Linked DNA regions of Gossypium hirsutum: region 2 is linked to region 1. A link is a contact called in public Hi-C data. All regions are on one chromosome and are shown on one strand. Each heading gives the region's core, a stretch centred on a gene start, on an enhancer-like site or on the middle of the called end of the contact. The rest is flanking DNA. Distances are from core to core; before and after follow the strand shown. Region 1 holds the start of LOC107934058 (inorganic phosphate transporter 1-4-like). Region 2 holds the start of LOC107906405 (probable protein phosphatase 2C 44).

Region 1 (5,711 bases), core at 1,111-3,610:
ACGTTCCAACAAATGGCTTTCATTGTGTCTAGTCGGCTTGCCCATTGGCAGCTGTCGATCTATTTTTGTTGGTAAAACAATCATGCTTGAGAGTTTCTGCTTGCTGATTTATACCTTTCACGATATGAAAATCTTAATCATTATATTTCATTCTTTTTGCTTCCTCTTTATAGTATATTCCTTTATTGTCATCTTCAATTTTTAACTCCTCCGATTTTCTTTTCCTCAAAATACTCTCACTGTTAGCCATGTCTGTCTCTTTAGTTGCCTCAATTCTCTTCCAACTCGATTTCTTTGCTGGTTTTAAAAGACTTGCGCAATTATTGTTTACCCCACATTCGTTTGCTTCCACATTAGTTATCCTGGATTTTTTGGCCTATCTCACTTCTATCCCTCTCTTGAAAAATTTGCTCAGAGATTTTCTCTATAGCACCTGTATATGAACATTGCATCTGCATCTTCTTTGAAATGGCATTAAGCTTTAAACTCTCTTTTCCAACAAAATTAACTTCTGCTTTTAATGCTAAAGAATAAGGAGGATCATCTCTAATTTTATTTTTTTCTACAGGTGTAAACGTGAGGCATTCATTGAGCCCATGCCCCCTCCTTCCAAAGCCAAAATAGAAAGTTGGTAATTTTTAATATTTAAATGGGATCCAGAACTTACTTTGATTTTCTGTTAAGATGAAAATACCCCTGCGCAAGGGTTTTTTCACATTTAACTGAACTCTAAGTCGACAGAAATCACCATTAATTGTCGATCTCAGAACGCCTCCAAAAGTAATCCTAATAGCATGCATTAAATCTTTTTTTATCAAATTCTGGTAGACATGGGCCAATCTTAATCCAATATGGGGATGAATTAAGTCAAATTTGACTCCTCTCTATCGATTTAGTCAACCAATCAAACAGCACTAAGTTTTTTTGAAACAACCAAGGCTGCCCCTCTATAATTGTCTCCAAACTTTCTTCACCTTCAACACTATCAAGAATAAATTCTGCTCTGCCAATTGGATCTCAAACTTTTTCCTCGTCTTCCATATACTTTTCATCTGTGCCCTAAAACTATCTGGATTATAGGATTTTTTTTCCATATAGGGCAAAGTAGGGTTGGCTTATCGCTGGGTACCACCATTGAGCTTTTAACTGATAACTGAATGAGTTCTTCTGCCAGAAAGGAGACCTCCTCTCCTGTAAAACCCTCTTCGCCACCACTTTCCTTCATCCCAAGCCGAAAAAAAACCTGTTCTCGCTAGGATGCTAAAGAAAGCACTCTTGACTAGGGTTTTTAAGGCTGCTCGAACTTAAACTTAATTGATGATTTATATTTATACAATATTTAACAGTATTTGAATTAACATTTATTTAATAATTGAAGATATAAAGTATTTCATGTATAAGTCTTCCTAAAGCTCAAATTAAGTCCTTAATTTATCATTTGTTTTATTAATATTTAGTAAAATTAGTTTATAAATAGTTTAATAAGTATTTAAAAAAATAATTTTAATGAGTGATTAAAAATCGAATTTTAGTTATTCAATTGATGATAAGTTTGATATATTATTTAAGGAGTAAATTATATATTATTTAAGGAGTTAATTAAAATACTATCATTTCTATTTTAGTTAATTTAAAATTTTTTTATTAATTTAGTCACTGCTATTAAAAAAAGTTTGTTCAAAATGGTCACTCAATCTTTTTTTCATAAGGGAAAGATGATCGAAGATGCCACATCATCAGTTTTTCCACCTATTTTCCACGTAATTAAAGGGTTAGAAATTTAAATAAATTTAAGACATGTTTTTTATTTAATTAGTTTATTCAAGAAACATAAAAGGAATTGCATTATTTCCCCGAAATCTCTAGTAAAGATTAGATGATGATGACGACGACAATGGCCCTCCTTCTCCCTCTCCTCCATTATTTTCGTTCTCACCTGACATCTTTTCTAAAGATTTCCCTTTCGATTCAGGAACCAAGAAAGTGAAGAAGCCTTGTGCATTGATTGCACCTAATACAATAAGTGAATTCTCGACTCTAATGCCTGCAGGGTACCCTGCATCTGCCATGGCCTTATCCTTATTCTGCGCCAAATACAAGAACCCAAATGCACCAAGCTTTCCTGCGGCTGCTGATATACCATGGCAAGTGGACCTCAACCTTGCAGGGAAAATCTCATTCGGTGCCACAAATGTTGTGGCGTTGGGTCCGGAATTCGAGAAGAAGAAGGTTAATGAGTACATCACAACGAAACCGATTCGGCTGTCCTTATGAGTCCAGTGGTTGTAAGGGAAGGCCAGTGCAAGCATGAACATAGTCATGAACAAGAAGCCCATCAATTGGATGGCAAAACTTCCCATAATATGTAATATCAGTGAACCAGTAGCCTAGAATGGTGCTGCAAAGAGTAATCAGTGTTGGTTCCCTTGCAATTTTGTGAATTTCTTAGAACCAGCAGAAATAACTTCAAACCTGTTGGGCACCCACAATGACATGCTGGGATGGAATTTCATTCATGCACCTTCTCCTCTGGTCTAGGTTCTACGAGATTAAGAAACTCAAATTTGCAGAAAGAGTTGAAGAAATCTATTTGAAAAAAAGCCTTTTATGTTTCTTAAATAACCTAAATAAATAAATAAAAAGTTTTAATTTTATTTAAATTCTTAACCCTTTAATTACGTGGAAAAATTGATGATGTGGCATGCCCGGTCATCTTTTCGTTAGGAGTAAACTGTTGACAATTTTCCTCGGGACTAAATTGACAAAAACAAATTTGAAGTGATCAAATTAAGAACTACACTATTTCAGGGTTACTAATGAGCTAGTTTACCCATTATTTAAGTATAGATATAGGGTGTGAGACGGCGAATGCGAGTTTAATATCTATTTTGTTGAGGCATAACACTAACAATCGCTGTTGTGAACAAACAAACGCAGACTTGAGCTTCAATGGCGGTGAAAATCTTGATAGCGTCAATCTTAGTAATTGCAGCATCTCTTTGCTGGGTATCGTCGGCTGATTCGTCTGAAGCTGCTTTCGTCAAAAAGACCATCTCTGCCCACAAGATCGTCATCTTCTCAAAGTCCTATTGCCCGTACGATTTCTTCACATCAATTATGCTTTTTTTAATCAACCAAAGTGACAACAAATCAATTAATATGCTTTGTTTTTCTTCCCGATCTATACTGTTCTGACTTTTCTCTTAATTTTTTTTCTCATTGGTTTTTATTAATACTCATATTCGATATAATTTTCCTCTTTTCAAGTAATAATACACTGTTCATTGTTTTACTGAACAATTCCTATATATTTTGGTGACCGAGTTTGAAGTTTGGGCTAACAGTTATTCTCCTTTGGTACTGTGCAGGTACTGCAGGAAGGCAAAATCTGTGTTCAAGGAGTTGAAACAAGTTCCATTCGTTGTGGAGCTTGATGAGCGAGGTCTTTTGACAAATAAATTCCCATTTTTATATGCAGGCCAAATTACTGTTTAGCTACAAAGTTCGTTTTGGTTGTAAGATAAAAAAAGTTGAAAATTGGTATAATAGCAAAGCCTTATTTAAAATATATTAGCAGCTCCATATTGACTTATGGAATATCACTCCTTGGTTTTGAACTTATGGAACATCAGTCCTCAGTTTTGAACTTGAAATACTTTGTTAGCTTCAACTGAAATTTACAGTATCTGCTCCATATTTACATATGGAGCATTATTTCTCGGTTTTGAACTTGAAATACTTGAGAAGTTAAAATTGTTTACGAGCTGCAACTGAAATTTACAGTAGCTGCTCCATATTGACATATGGAACATCAGTCCTCGGTTTTGAACTTGAAATACTTAAAGTTAAAAATAGTTTACTAGCTTCTACTGAAATTTACAGTAGCAGCTCTATTTTGACATATGGAACATCATACCTCGGTTTTGAATTTTTAAATACTTGGAAGTTAAAATAGTTTACTAGCTTCAACAGAAATTTACAGTAGCAGCTCCATATTGACATATGGAGTATCAGTCCTCGGTTTTGAACTTGAAATACTTGAAGTTAAAATAGTTTGCTAGCTTCAACTGAAATTTATAGTAGCACCTCCATATTGGTATATGGAACATCATTCCTCGGTTTGAAACTTGAAATACTTGGAAGTTAAAATAGTTTCTTTTCTTTTTTATTTGACAGATGATGGATGGAATATTCAGGATGCCTTGAGTGAGATTGTTAGTAGGCGTACTGTACCACAGGTTTTCATTAATGGGAAACACATCGGGGGGTCAGACGGTAATTTCTTCTTTTCTTTACCTGCAAATTTAATCTTTCTATCTTCATGCAATTGAAATATGTTTGGAAGATAGTATCTGTAGAGGAATTACAAATTCTATTCCTAATTTCCAGATACTGTTGAAGCATATCAGAGTGGAAAATTGGCTAAGCTGTTGGGTATTGAGGTAGAGAACAAGGATGATCTCTGAGTCCATAAACAAAATTGAATGTTTGTTGCCAGGGTAAATTTTGATTTTATTGCTTTTAAGGTACTTTATTTTACTTCAACTTTGAACTGTGAACCTTATGTTCCATGCAACTTTCCGATGTCCTAAAAGCTTGCATACTTGAAATTCTGGTGTTCTTGGTGATGCTTAAGGATTAGGTAAGAAAGCTTTAAGACAGAAATTTTACTATTGTAATTGGGATTCTCATTTTTTCTTTCTTCACTGAGTATATGTGTTCATTAAAAATATGATAGGAACTGTTTAAAAAATTTAGAAGTTGGATATATGACCATTTTGCAGGTATCAGTGGGTATCAATCCAATTAGATTGATCTTTAAGACATATAACAACACTAAACAGAGCTGGTCTTGGGGTTTTGAGATGATCTGCTGGGTTTTCTGTAGTGGGGAAACATGACAGGTTGCTTGTATTGGATTAATAGTGTTCTAAATACTTTTTCTATGAGCTTGAGTTGGATACAAAGATCAATGGCCCGGTTCATCAGAAACCGCTAGGTTCAACTTTATATATTTTATTGAATATTAAGAAATCGTAAAGAATCAGGAAAAACCGGAAATTGGAACTGGAAAAAATAAGGTAGAAAACCAATAAGACCAGGTTCATTTCAAACTTGCAGCTTATTTATTATTAGGGATAAATAATTTTTAACACTTAAACTTCGCAATTAGTTCCACTTTGGTGCTTGTATTTTTTTTTGTCTACTTTGGTTTTTGAACTTGGCAACTAGATCTATTTGGCTCCTTGAACTTGAATTCTGTCAATATTTGATCATGTGGCCATTGTTAGTAGAATACGATTGAATCAAGACAAATGGAGAACTTATCGATATAACAATACTAACAAAGGGGATTGAACTAATTGACTTAGAAACTACTAAAAATTGGTAAAACTAAAAAGTTGAGACAAAAATTGACAGTTGAACATGTTGAACTAAATAATTTTTTTTAACTTATTTGATTTTTATGATTTTTAATTATTTATTCAATTATTGTTGATCTGGCGGTTGAATTAGTTGAATTGGAAACCTTGGTTTGACCTATTCAACCACCGATTCGATTATTAAAACACTAAATGTGACACTCTAATATTGTACATCATTTTTTGAAAATTTATACCATAAAAATCTATATAATTTTTAATTTTTATGTAATGATGTAACATAATATTAAAGTGTTACATTTATATTTTTGAAGGGACTAACCTGTT
Region 2 (5,711 bases), core at 2,088-4,587, 310 kb before region 1:
TGCTTTGCCCTTTCATTGTTGGTGTGCATAGTTCGTACAATGCCAACTGGTGGCAGAATTCAAACCAGCTCAACGCAGCCAATTAGACTGGGGAAAGTGCTTCCACCATTACACTGCCTTGATCATAAGAAAAGGTACAGGAAGTTGGATGACTTTGTAGCTAGATGCTCTGAGTTATTTGTGATTGAGGGTGATTATTTTCAGCTTCAAGAGGGAGCACAAGAGATTATAGCAGCCACAGATGCTGCTAAAGCACAATTTTCATTCACTTTTTGCGTTTTGTTTTTGTTATGCCAATTACACAGCCTAATCAGCTAAAGAAGGCGCTTCAATCAATTGATTCCAACTGTGTGAAGGAGAATGCCCTTTTCAAGGGCATGTAGCTATTGGTAAAATGCATCTGATGCACAGCTATTAGTAATGCAGAATCAACATTCCAGTGGAATTTGTCTTGGCATGTCTGGAGGTTTCTTCAATGTTAAATTATTGAGCCAAGCTAATGATCCTAATGAAAGTAATGGATCATATTTCGAGTGATCAAGTGTGACTAGTGTTGAAAGCAAATCATATAAACATGTTTTTGTGACTTGTAATGAGACCATTTCAAAATTGTGGGATCTAGATGCTGCAACTCTCAGTAGAGATGCTTAGGCCAACATTGTTTATTCAAATTTATTTGGCTGGCTTTTTTTTTTTGGGGGGGGGGGGGCAGATACATCTTGTTACTGGTCAGATTCTGGAATCGGAATACTTGATTGGTGTTCTTGACTTTTATGGGCTCTAGAGTTTCAAGACAAATATTTTTGAGCAACTACACACCAGTTTGACAAATGAAAAGCAACAGCAGCATTCTAATCAGCATGTTTCTATGATAAGCATGAGTTGGGGTATTGATATAGAAATTAATGCTGAAAGTGGTGAAAGTTTTCTTGCTGGTAGCCGAGTTTTCCGAGCAGGGGAGAATGACGCAGGAGCTTTATTTATATTACAATATTTTATTATTTTAGTTTTATCTTATAATATTTATTTTAAGTATTAAATATATTATAGATGTCTAGGGTTATTAGTTATCTTAAGTATTTAAACCTAGGGCTTGGTATAAAACTTTGTTTACAAGAAAGCCTAGTAACTTTACTTGCAAGAAAGAAAGTCTATATAAATAAGTTGTAGGCTTTACAGCCATCATTATTATTCTGATTATTTTCTTTTGAATTAATAGAAAAACTAGAGGATTTTATAACCCTAAGTTTCTAGAGTTCCATTTCTTCCTGCTCAATTCATTTGTTTACTGATGTTTTCTCCCCTAAATCAAATCCATGAGGAGAACCAGGCTACAGTATACCACCCCGATTATTCCATGGTTTTTATTTTGAAAAGTCGATCCATCTTTTTTGTTCAATAGACAGATTGACATACATGCAATTTCCATTCCTTGGGTGCTTCATGCACACAAAACCAGAGATGCAGAATAGAGATCAAAGAAACAGACAAAAGTGACAAATGCTATAAATAATAACCTATTAACAACTGACCTTCCACAAACCATCACTAGCCAGTATTACAAAGTCAATAGTGGAGTCTATGGGGACATGTCTGACATCAGGTTCTGAGCTTAAATGAGCTTTAAGGCTCTGATCCCCAAAGGCCCGTGCTACTGCAAGTTGACCATTCACCCTAGGCACATCTCCTGAAATATGATTCACATTTTCATCATTAAACTATTTTTTGTAATAAAAGGCAATGTTGCCTGCCAATTATATCGATGTGGCATAACCAGTTTAGAATGACCTTGGTGCACGGAGTGATAAAAGGAAAAAAATAAAATGCACGTTACCAGGAAGAGTAGTCACAAAGCCACCCTGCTTCTCTATCCTTCTTCGTTCAGCATGCGGCTCATGGTCCACTGTAATTTGATTGGCAGAGCCCCTCTCACATACAACAGCTCTAGAGTCACCAATGTTCGCTACCCATAAATCTTTGCCATCAATGACAATTGCAGTTACAGCAGTGGAGCCGCCAGGCCCTAATTGCATAGAGTTATCCAATATAAACTTATCTGTGGAGGAGTATGCACTCCGTATTGCGGCCTCAGGGTCTTTCCAGAAATTTGGCTGTATCATTGTATTTAAGCCATGTATAATATAAAAAGCAAATGGAAATTGGAACACAAGGATAGTGATGAGAAGGAAAAGATACCTCTTCGAGTATGTTGTTGAAAAGGTTGTCTTTCAAATAACTGGGCACCCGATCCCCTAAGTGACCATCAAATATTGCAAACAATCCAAGGGTATGATTCTTCCTTTTTCTGTACTCAGCAACATGGTAATCTTCCATTTTATGGCCTGATTGACCTTCCACTAAGTGGAACCCATGGGAGACTTTGTTACTTGATGACTTGCTTTTCCCTTTTCCCCCTTTCCCCTTGTCTGAGGATGATGATGATTTCAGGCAAGCAACATTCTGCAATCCAAAAACAAATTCACAGGGCAATAAATTAACTGAAGGATGTTTACACCAACTTCATACATACATACATACATACATAGAAATATGGATACAACAAACGCGTTTATTTTTACAAGTCAATCCAAGTAATTGAATTAGAAAAAGTAATTGAATAAAAGTAAAAAGTAAAAGAGCGAGCAGGCAGGCGGGCATCTATGAATTACGATATGAGAAGAAGAGGGTTGGTTACCTTGATTTTGGTAAAAAAGCCGGCTTCTTTAACGGGGCGGGAGGCGCCTGCAACGGATGAATGTTGGCTCATGTTTTCAAATTCAACATATAAATATACCAAGTAGAACCCTTCCCTTCCTTTGCCTGATAATTGATATATGATGCTTTATTTGGTTAAACAGGCCAATACCCAGAAGCCAAAGAACCTTCAGTTTTGGTGTGAATACAAACCCAAAACTATGAAAACAGAGTAATTTCCACTACCAATAAAATTAGGATCAGAAAAATATATAATGAATAATAGAGATAAAGGTTGGTTTTGGTTGACCATTACTTTGTATATATTTTTATAAATTAATTAAAAATTAGAAATAGAGGAATATAAAAATTTCTACCTAAAAGCATTAATTTCTTTTTGGCTATACAAAGCATAAATATATTGTTTTCTCTTTGCTTATTATTATTATTGTATGCAAATATTTAACGTATTTTCTTGACTTTGTTGAAAGGAAAAAAATATGAAAATTAAAATACATATAATAAATAATAAGGATGAATTGACATTGAAATTCAAGTTTGACTAAGAACACCCTCAGAATGCTATTTATTTTGGTTTAAGAAGTCAGAGTATAATATGTAAAATTTCTTTGTTAGGAATTAGAGAGGAGTCCTTGTTTGGTTAGTTTCTGCTTATTTTACCAAAATAAATGTATAAATAAAGGGGATGATGTCAAATTCCGCGTGAGCAGGGCCAATTGTCTTTGTTTCTTGAAACTTCCGACCATTGCGACTTGCTTGCTCTTACTCTTACGTCCCATCTCTTTTTGAACCCTCAAACCAGCCTCTTGGAAATTTATACTTGCCTCTGCACCGTTCTTACAAATTAATAAAATTTTCAAAACATTTTGCAATATCCCACCATGTGTTGCCATGAGTTTAATCTAATTTGTTGGTTTTAATTTAAACTGTACCAATTTTTAATTTATGATTTTTTTTAAATGATAGGTCTTATAACAATTTAATAGTAACAATCATTTAAATATGTATTTATATTTATACTTATAAACTTTCCCAAAAAAGAATTAAAAAATTGCTCAAGTTTAATCTCTTTTATTTTAATAAAATTGTCAATGTTATGTACTACTAATTTGTTCGATTTGGTATCTCAACTTATTTTCGTCTAATCTTTTGGTACCCCAAATTTATAATGTTAATTTTTGTCTCATTTTGACACATTGGCCAACTAATGGACGCCACATGGCAAGGTGAGCTAGGTTTGAATTGGTAAACTGGCAAGTGAGAGGACTTGCAAATAATTTTTCCTTTTGAGAGGCATCCATTCATTGGCCTACGTGTTAAAACTTGACAAAATTTAAGACGGTCAACCTAAAAGGTACCAAAAAATTAGATTAGAAAAAAAGTTGACGCACCAAATTGGGCCAATTAAAAGTACAAGTACTACATTAATAATTTTGTTAAAGTAAAAAAGAGATTTTTTGCCATTATTCCACTAAAAAAATATAGAAAATTACAATCTTTTTGGTGATGTTGTATCCTTTGATACAATGTACCAAACAAATAAAGAATACAGACCTTTTGCTATCTTCGTTGAGATGAATAACCATAGGAGAATGGTGATTTTTTGTGCTAGTTTATTGTATGCAACAATGAGTAAAGCGATCTCAACAGTGATGCTTGAATCATATCATCGATTATGTGTGTACCACTTTGAGAATAATGCACTTAAGCATTTTTGCCATCTATATAAGAGTTCAAATACTTTTGGTGTTGATTTTAAGAAATCTATCTATGAATATGAAACTGACAAAGAGTTTGTGAAAGTATAGGATATTATGCTTATGGAGTTCAAGAAAATAATTTGCTAAAATGTATTATATCTTTAAATATAAAATTTTATTATCTTCCATTTGAAAGATTTTATATTAATATGGTGTTCATGTTTATAGATACTTTCCATAGAAAGAAAATGTTGGAAAATTTATAATTTTTGGAAACTTTGAGGCATAATTTCGATTGGTAAAGGTGGAGAGTTGAATTATAAAATTATGGTTTTATATTCTACTATATAAGACCTTTACAACGGTATATTATATGCTCAAAATGGTTGAGTGATGAATGACAAATTGATGCTCAAAGTAAGCTACTTGTGAATATTTGTTGAGGAAAAGAAAAGCTTAGATATCATATTGGTTAAATACCAAGTGTGAGATGTGTACATATATGAGAACCCATTTGAAGGATGATTGAATGACTAAGCTTGAAACCCTGCCTCACGTCCAAGGGGGGTGCAGATCCAAACCCATCGAGGTTGGGGCGCATTCACACGATGTGGGCGACATGAAATGTCTGGACCGGTTTGGCCCAAATGGGCTTACGGATATTTTAGCCCAACACGAAATTTATTTTTTCTCAGTAAATAGACAAAACCTGATTTAAAAGAAAATATAACCTGATTTTATTTGATTCCAATCAATTTGAATTGATTTTAATCAAATTGATTTAATTGCTCTTTTAATGCAGATTTTGTATCCTTATTTATGAAGATTTCCAAAATTCCTCCATATTGAATGCCTATAAAGGCTAAGAATTCTTCAGAAATTTTTACACTCACACTCTCTCACACCGAGTTTATTTTGCTCTCCAAAGTTCTTCTCTTTTCCTCTCCATATTTTCTAACGTTTCGGTGATAGAAGAAGGCAATGTTTGTTCATTAATCACTACAGAGGTGCTATTGCTTCGATCATCGTGTTGTTATATCTTGGGAGATAGTCGACCAACGTTTCGCTAAGTACCGTAGGAGTGACTGAATTTGTCTTAAGGAAACTGTGTAAAATAGGCCTCAACATCTAGTAAACTTGATTCTTCTTTTCGATTTCTGGTTTTTATTATGATTGGTTTTTCGTATCTAATAATCTGAATATAAATTATTCAATTTATTTTATTTTTGTTATAAAATAAAAAGAGATAGGGAGACTAAAAAATAAAAAAATGGGAAACAATAGAGAATGTATTTT

The links. Hi-C and Micro-C count contacts between places; a contact is called where the count stands out from the background.
Region 2: a contact with region 1 is called in a Hi-C map of leaf, with 3 times the contacts expected there. The contact joins the promoter of LOC107906405 here to the promoter of LOC107934058 in region 1. A contact is called at or near these places in 4 of 34 Hi-C or Micro-C datasets (hypocotyl and leaf).

What each region holds. Positions count from the first base shown.
Region 1 is chrA08:23,363,331-23,369,041 of Gossypium_hirsutum_v2.1, reverse strand. LOC107934058 (inorganic phosphate transporter 1-4-like) reads right to left here and starts at 2,360. Exons shown (of 1, transcript XM_016866729.1): 1 at 1,863-2,360. The coding sequence starts at 2,360. The coding sequence ends at 1,863. LOC107914039 (glutaredoxin-C4) reads left to right here and starts at 2,755. Exons shown (of 4, transcript XM_016842797.2): 1 at 2,755-3,095; 2 at 3,369-3,442; 3 at 4,177-4,275; 4 at 4,390-4,702. The coding sequence starts at 2,950. The coding sequence ends at 4,466.
Region 2 is chrA08:23,677,704-23,683,414 of Gossypium_hirsutum_v2.1, reverse strand. LOC107906405 (probable protein phosphatase 2C 44) reads right to left here and starts at 3,337. Exons shown (of 5, transcript XM_016833426.2): 1 at 2,696-3,337; 2 at 2,197-2,460; 3 at 1,835-2,111; 4 at 1,533-1,687. The coding sequence starts at 2,767.